Regions from separate parts of the Oryctolagus cuniculus genome. Here region 2 is linked to region 1. A link is a contact called in public Micro-C data. All regions are on one chromosome and are shown on one strand. The core of a region is the stretch at or near the end of the contact, and the rest is flanking DNA. Distances in the headings are between cores, read along the strand shown.

Evidence for each region. Hi-C and Micro-C count contacts between places; a contact is called where the count stands out from the background.
Region 2: a Micro-C map of ear pinna shows a contact between it and region 1, with 6 times the contacts expected there. The contact joins the promoter of CCDC171 here to the promoter of SNAPC3 in region 1. A contact is called at or near these places in 2 of 6 Hi-C or Micro-C datasets (ear pinna and an unstated tissue).

The regions. Positions count from the first base shown.
Region 1 is chr1:178,253,568-178,257,522 of mOryCun1.1, forward strand. SNAPC3 (small nuclear RNA activating complex polypeptide 3) reads left to right here and starts at 1,280. Exons shown (of 9, transcript XM_002708086.5): 1 at 1,280-1,638; 2 at 2,352-2,429. The coding sequence starts at 1,322.
Region 2 is chr1:178,403,615-178,407,197 of mOryCun1.1, forward strand. CCDC171 (coiled-coil domain containing 171) reads left to right here and starts at 1,354. Exons shown (of 26, transcript XM_070052428.1): 1 at 1,354-1,646.

The DNA of each region.
Region 1 (3,955 bases), core at 30-2,529:
AAAAAGTCTGGCAGTTCTTTTAATGGTTTAACCACATAGACTGACCATGAATAACATCCTAGGTCTCTACCCGATAGAAATGAAAACATGGTTCTGTACAAAATCTGGTACACAAATGTTCAGAGCAACATTATTCATAATAGCCAATAGGTGGAAACAATCTTTTGCTAAATAGCAAACAAAATGTAGTACATTCATATAATATATTTATCGGGCTCAAAAAGGGGGGTTACTGATATGTGCTAGACATGGATGAACCTTGAAAATTTGCTAAGTGAAAGAAACCAGACACAGTAAAACCAAGTGTTATACAATGCTGTTTGCACTAACTGCTCAGAATAGGTAAATCTCTAGACAGAAAGCAGAATAGTAATTGGCTAGGGCTGGATGTACTGGGCGGGCCGAATTGGAGGTGATAGCTACAATGGATGCAGGTTTCTTTCCTGGTGTGGTGAAAATGTTCTCTAAACTGGTTGCAGTAATGGGTACCCAACTCTGAAAATCCTAAAATCCACTAAAAAACACTTCTCGTGGGTGGATTACATGGTACGTGATTAGAGCATCATAAGCAGCCAGGGCTTTTTCTGTGTGTCCTGCTCCGCTTTTTGGGGCCTCCATCTGAAGCTACACCAACTGAGCTCCAAAATTGCTGGTTCTTGACGGTTAACTCCCTCCTCAGCCAGCAACAAGCAGATGACAATGCCTACCTGGCAATGTTTGGTGATTTAAATGACACATACATAAGGGCTAACGATGTACACTATGGGTTACACAGGGGGCACTCCGTAAACAACATCGTGCGTGTGAACAGCCATGCTTGGGTTTTACACAGGAGCAGGGGGTCTGGGGAGTTTCAGAAGGAACCTGGTTTTAGACCTTGCCCCCTTGTCTAGCACAACAGTGCAGCCTCCGAATCCCAGAATCAAGTAAAAGTCCTGCACTCTTGAGCCTCGGGAAGCAAGGAACTGGACCGAAGGGAGTGGCAAGGCCGCGCTAACATGCAGAGGAACGCGCTTCGTAAATGGAGGCCAGGAACCCAGCCAGGACTGCCACTGTAGCACAGGTGCAGCAAATGAGCCACAGCCGCATCCCGCACCTCCCCGCCCGAGAACAATGCGCTCAGACCTGGGCGCAGAGCCTCGCGCGACCGCGCCCGGGGACGGGCCTGGCCCGGGGCCTGCCGGGAAATGCAGTTTGTAAAGCCCCGCCCGCGCCGCCCCGCCGCTCGCCGGCCGGGAGCCTTACGCAACTACAAGTCCCGTCACGCTCCGCGAGACCTTGCTCGCTCGGCTTTGCAAAAGGGAAGGGAGTGGGGACGAACATGGCTGAAGACAGCCGGGGTGGCCCAACGTGCAGCTGGATGGGGGACAGTCAGGACCCGGTCCCTGGCAGTGGTGGCTACAACTTTCCAGAGTACGAGATTCCCGAGGTTAACACGCGCGCTTTCCATGTGGGCACCATTGGGGAGCTGTGGCGTGGCCGGCTGCGCGGGGCCGAGGACTTGTCGCTGAAGGAGCCGCGGGCACCGGAGCTGCCTGGGTGCCCAGGGGACGCTGCCTCCGATCCGGGGGATGCCGCGGTGGCCCGGGATCTGGACTGCAGCCTGGAGAAGGCGGCCGAGCTGAGGGCGGTGTGCAGGTGAGTGCAGGGTCAGGCGGTCCTTGCAGCTTGGGGCCCGTCGGGAGCCTTGCTCCCGAGCTCCCTGGGGGATCCCTCTCTGGGAGGGCCTGCGGTTCAGACCCGGCGTAGGAGGACCGCCCTTCCAAAGCGTTCCACACGCTGGAACCTTCCCGGAACTCGGGGACGGGTCCTGGCATCCGAATGCTCAATCTCTGCGAGTTGGAGTGAAAGGAGACAGCTGCATAAAGGCTAACGTTTCCATTCGCCCGTTTATAAAGTGCTTGTTAATGAAGAGCAGCGGTCTGGGTAACGCGACGTGTCCCTGCCATTGACACTTCGACAATGGAGGAGCAGCGGAATGATGAGGCTGGAGGAGACTTAACGCGAGGACTGTTAAAACCTTGCTTAACTCTGACCTTTTGAGGGACGTCCGAGGGATGCTGTTACTGCCCCCCAAAGTGGATTGTTTGGGGTGCAAATATAAACATAACTTTTAGTGACCCTTCGTCATTTAACAGTACTGGTCGTCTTCAATCGGCCGTGTATCCCTTTCAATATGCACTGACGGCACAGAAATCATTGCGGTGGATTGTAGCCTCTCCTCTGAGGCGCCTCCTGGGTTTTGTCTGACTTCGTAATTATTCGGTGATGTGTTTAGCACACAGCCCCAGCTCGCAGTGGACAGGATGCACGTGCGTCGTTGAAGCAGCGCTTTCCCTTTTTTGTTCTAGCCTTGATAAACTGAAGTGCCTAGAGGAAGGTGAGGATCCGGAAGTCATCCCGGAGGACACGGAGCTGGTGACGTTAGGGTATGCCTGACTTTGTTTTTTTTTTTTTTAAGGTGACACTGGTTGAAGCATTTTTTTTTTTTTTTAACATTGTGTTTTGGAAAGTTGAAACTATAGTGTCGTTACCCTTGCATTCACATCTTAAATACAACTGTTGTTAGCATTTGGCCATACTAACTTCAGCTGTGTATGTGTGAGCTGACTGCTCTGTCCTAGTCACTTGCTGTGCCATTCATTAAGTTGCACCTGGCGTGATATTTCACCCCAAATACATCAGCATGTCACTCCTAAAAGTGCCATTTTCTTGCATAATCAGCACCTAGGAAAATTAACGATAATTTGATAGCCTCTGCTATCTAACCCATATTCAAATTCATGTTATTTTTGAATGTGCATTTACAAAGGTAGAGTTAATTTGGGGTGCAAGGTAGTAAATACTTGGATAGTGTTTCTCAGACTACCTGTGGTAAAGAACCAGTTCTTTGATTTTTAAAAATGTTTAGTCTTTGACACATCCATACTTTTTAAAATACTGTTAAGATTATTTATTAGAAAAATGGTATTAAAAACACAAGTGCACTTTTTAAATTAAATTTAACATCAAATGATTGTCAGCGTACACTGAAAGCTTCTAAATGCTTACTTTCATCTTTCCTGTACATGTTGGATAATAACTAGTTCAGAAATTGGTTCCAGTCTGCCATCCACACTCTGAGATGCTGAAGTATACTATAGAAAATTGTGTGTGTTATGATGAAATTTATAATTTCCTGTTTGCGAGCCACTTAGTTCACACCAGCGGAGCTGTTTCTGTCCTCCTTGATCCTCTCCTTTCTATTGTTCCCCGCAGATACTCAGGCACCCACTTTGCCTTTGTTTTCTTTTGCTGTAACTGCCAAATCTGTTCCCCTGATCTGCATTGTTAACATTTACATTGGCAGCTCTGGCTTCTGCCTTGCTTAAGTCCAGTCTTCTGTCCTTTTAATTTATCTATCATGTTATCACCTAAGCATGCTGTTTTGTTTAGATACTGTCAATGGTGCCCATATGGAAAAATTGTTAACTCCTTAGCTAGACATTTGAAGCTTTCCAGGTACCTCCCAAATCTTCCCTTCCAGATTTATTTTCAGTCAATTACTGTTTTAAATGGCTCAGGCTGTTCATGGCCTCTTCCATCTGAAACCTACCCATCTTTTAAAAATATTTAGGGGCCGGCGCTGTGGTGTAGCAGGTAAAACCGGGCTGCCTGCTGTGCTGGCATCCCCGTTCGAGTCTTGGCTGCTACACTTCCGATCCAGCTCTCTGCTATTGCTTGGAAAAGCAGTAAAAGATAGCCCAAGTTTTTGGGCCCCTGCACCCACTTGGGAGACCCACAGGAAGTTCCTGGCTCCTGGCTTCAGATTGGTGCAGCTCTGGCTGTTGTGGCCATCTGGGCAGTGAAATCGGATGGAAGGCCTCCCCTACCCCCTACCCCCTCTGCCTATCTGTAACTCTGCCTTTCAAATATATAAATAAATATTTTAAAATATATATTTATTTGAGAGGCA
Region 2 (3,583 bases), core at 104-2,603, 150 kb after region 1:
TTTAGCATATTCTTACATAATCACTTTTGTGATTTTGTGAAACTATAAGAAATTTATAGGTATCAGTCAAAGCTTGTAAAATCACAAGCTCTAATCTCATTAGTCTGTTGTCATTTTCCATTTCAGTTCTAAATGTTAAGTGGGCTGTTTTTCCTTTCCATAAGCTCTTTCTTTGAGGCAATTATCTTTTTCTGGCTAAAGTATTTGGAAGTGGGGACTGGCCTCCTTTTTTAATCGAACCGAATAAACTCTAACCAATTAAGGTTTCAGTGCTGAAAGAATCACGGCGGTTTTAATCCCAATTTATATTTGCCTTTCTCACCGTTGGCTCCTCTGAGGGAGACAGAAGATAGCCGCTACACCTGGTTTCAGGTTGATTACAATCGACACGGGAGGAGTCTAGCACAAAAGGCTTGTTTTTAAATTTTTATTTATTTTTTGGTACCGAACACCTTTTTGCGCGGAGGTGGTAATGAAGATAAAATCCTTAATCAAAATCTCTCCAATTTGCATTGATCTTTGGGGACTAGGCTTTCCAAAGCCAAGGAACAAAAGGATTCGGTTTCCCAACCTCCCTGAGGCGGCAGCAGATTGTGGAGCAGCTACCGGCAGAAACCGTACTATAAATTATCAACAAGAGGGAGGCGCACGCGCGCGCGAGTAACAGGGATGGGGGAGCGGCAGAGACGGAGCGCGCCTGGCTCCAAGGCCTTGTACTTCGTTATGCAATGTTTACATGCACTGCGACGGCATTAATGCACCGACACGCATTCTTCCTGCCCGGTTTACTATGGGAACGGGAGGAGGAGACAAACGGCCGAGAGCCGTTCAGACGCAGGGGAACAGCCACTGGTGCAGAAGCCAAATCCAAGAATTTCCCTCTGGGCTCTGGCACTAGCCCACAGACCGGGAAGGTTGCGCTGACCCTAAGAATCAGCGCAGCATTTAGTTCACAAAATGCAGGGTCTGGCTTCTCAGATTTTTACTCAGTAAGCAGGGAAAAGGAGTTAAAATCTGCTTTTCTAGTAGCCTCGGGATTCTGCGCCAGCAACCTGAGGACCTCACGCTGAGACCACCCTGAGACGCAAAGCCAGCCTCAGGTTCGCACGGGGAGGCGGGACGTCTGGAGCGGCAGCGCGCATGCGCGCGCTCGACCGCGAGCGCGCCGCGTCCCAGAGACGGCGCATGCGTTGGCTCGGCCCCCCAGCGAGGGCGCGCAGCTTCGCGGGCCGGCTCCGCCAATCGGAGCCCGGCGTACTTTGAGTACGTATCTCGGAGACGCGGGGGTGAGGGCTGCGGGAGGAAAGGGGAAGGCTGGGGCCGGTGGGAGCGGGGCGGGCTTGGGGCGGGGTCGGGGCGGGGCCGGCGACGCCTGTGAAAGTCTGCGGAGGTCTGAGACGGCAGCCGCCGCTTCTGCCCAGCCCCCGGAAGTGGCGGTTGTAAACTTCGCCTCCTAGAGGCAAGTCCCCTCCAGTCCCCCTGTGCTGTTCGTTCCTCCTCCCCGGGTCCTAGAGTCCGTCGGGTTCCACAGTTTTTGCTCCTACCCCTGATACGCGAGGGCTGCCCGGACTCCCTCCTGCCCCCGAGGGTTGAAGCTGCCCCTAGGCAGCTTGGGTGTGCGGTCTGGACCAGGCGAGACCCCTGAGGTAACCGAAGGGTGTGGAGACTTCGAGGAGAACGAGTTGGGGAGAAGAGATTTGGAGCGGAGCGGTGTAGGGGCTGCAGGGAGGGCTGTGGGAGTCCTCGAGTTAGCTTAGGGCTGTTAGGGTCGCCAGCGGGGACATACCGCCAGCGTCCCGGGCACAGTGTCTCCACCCAGCTGGGCGAGGATGCTGCAGCATCCGAGGCTGAGACGCAGCCGCAGTGCACTGAGGTCAGGCTGGGGACCAGACGGCCCGGACTTGGAGCTTCTTGGGTTTACAACTTCAGCCTGTGCTTCCCCCCAACCCCCCCTAGAATTAGTAATCCCTCCGAGGACAAAGGCCACGTTTTTCTCCTCCTCTTTTTAATGCTAGACGCCCTAAATGTTTGGTAACTAGAGTTGTGCTAGACTGTCTTCTGCAGCTTGTACTCTGAGAGACTTGGAAAAGTCAGCTTCGAGTTTTCCCAGAGCTGTAAATTCTCTGCACAAGTGGCGCCTCCTTTTGAATGTTTACTCCGTTATGATAATTATACCAGGGAAATACACATCGTTCGTTTCTATGTTATTACAATAGCATTTATTTATTAGAAAGAGTTGGTACTTTATTCCATTACCCATCAGGGTTTTATAGTTCTCATAACTTTGAAGAAAAGAACCTACCTTTTTGTCACTTGTCCTAACAGTGCAACAAAACAGTGGTAAGCTGGAAAGGAACATGGGTTTCCACGAAGGGCAGAGGAAAACAAACCTGCTAAGAGGAGAGGTGAAGGAATGGTGTTTTATATTTGGATCTCAGGCACATCAGGTAGCCTTAAGCTTAAGATAAGCGTATTGGCTTGGATCCTGAAGTTTCATTTACTTCTGACATTTTTTGATTGTCTGAGCCTCTTTGTGTTGATCTTGCTTTGATGAGAGACTCACACATCCCCCAGTGAAGGTGAAACATATAAGGACTGACAGACTCCCAACACCTGTGCGATTACTAATGAAGACAGCAGTACCTAGTGAAAGGATAGATTTTTGAGTCAGCCGTGTAGGGGCTGGAATTCTGATTTTCCCCCTGAGTGTCTTCAGTTACTCAGCGTTTACAAAATGCCTGTTTTCTCATTTGTAAGCTGTGCACAGTAGTCTTCTAGGTTTATTGGAAGGATTAAAGAGATCAGGGATGCTCAGCTCAGCATGTGGCCCATAGTAAGTGCTCAGTAATAGTAGTTCTTATTTTCCATCCACTTGTCCGTCCCTTTTCCTCCCATCTGTGCAGACATACTGAGAGATGAGCACATTTTGGATGCAGACTGAAGGACTCAAATATGAGGTAGGAAAATGTTGTACCAGCTGTGGCTCCGAACTCTTAAAGCAGAATTGTCTTCTGGCTAGTACTTCCTCTCAAGATGTCCAGATCCTTGGTTTCGTGGCCTGAATTGCCCTACTATCTATTTTTTTTTTAAAGAGCTTCTTATTGAAGAAATATGCATGTAATATCCCATTATCTATTTTAGTAGGAATGGTAAGAATATTCCCAACTCAGAAATGGAGAAGTTTAGGCCGGCGCCGTGGCTCACTAGGCTAATCCTCCACCTAGAGGCGCCGGCACACTGGGTTCTAGTCCCGGTCAGGGTGCCGGATTCTGTCCCGGTTGCCCCCCTTCCAGGCCAGCTCTCTGCTATGACCCAGGAGTGCAGTGGAGGACTTGGGCCCTGCACCCCATGGGAGACCAGGAAAAGCACCTGGATCCTGCCATCGGATCAGCGCGATGCACCGGCCGCAGAGGCCATTGGAGGGTGAACAAACGGCAAAAAAAGGAAGACCTTTCTCTCTGTCTCTCTCTCTCACTGTCCACTCTGCCTGTTAAAAAAAAAAAAAAAAAGAAAAAGAAATGGAGAAGTTTAAATGAAAAAAATCCATCAACATAAAAAGCTGATTTTAAACTTTGCCTTTGTC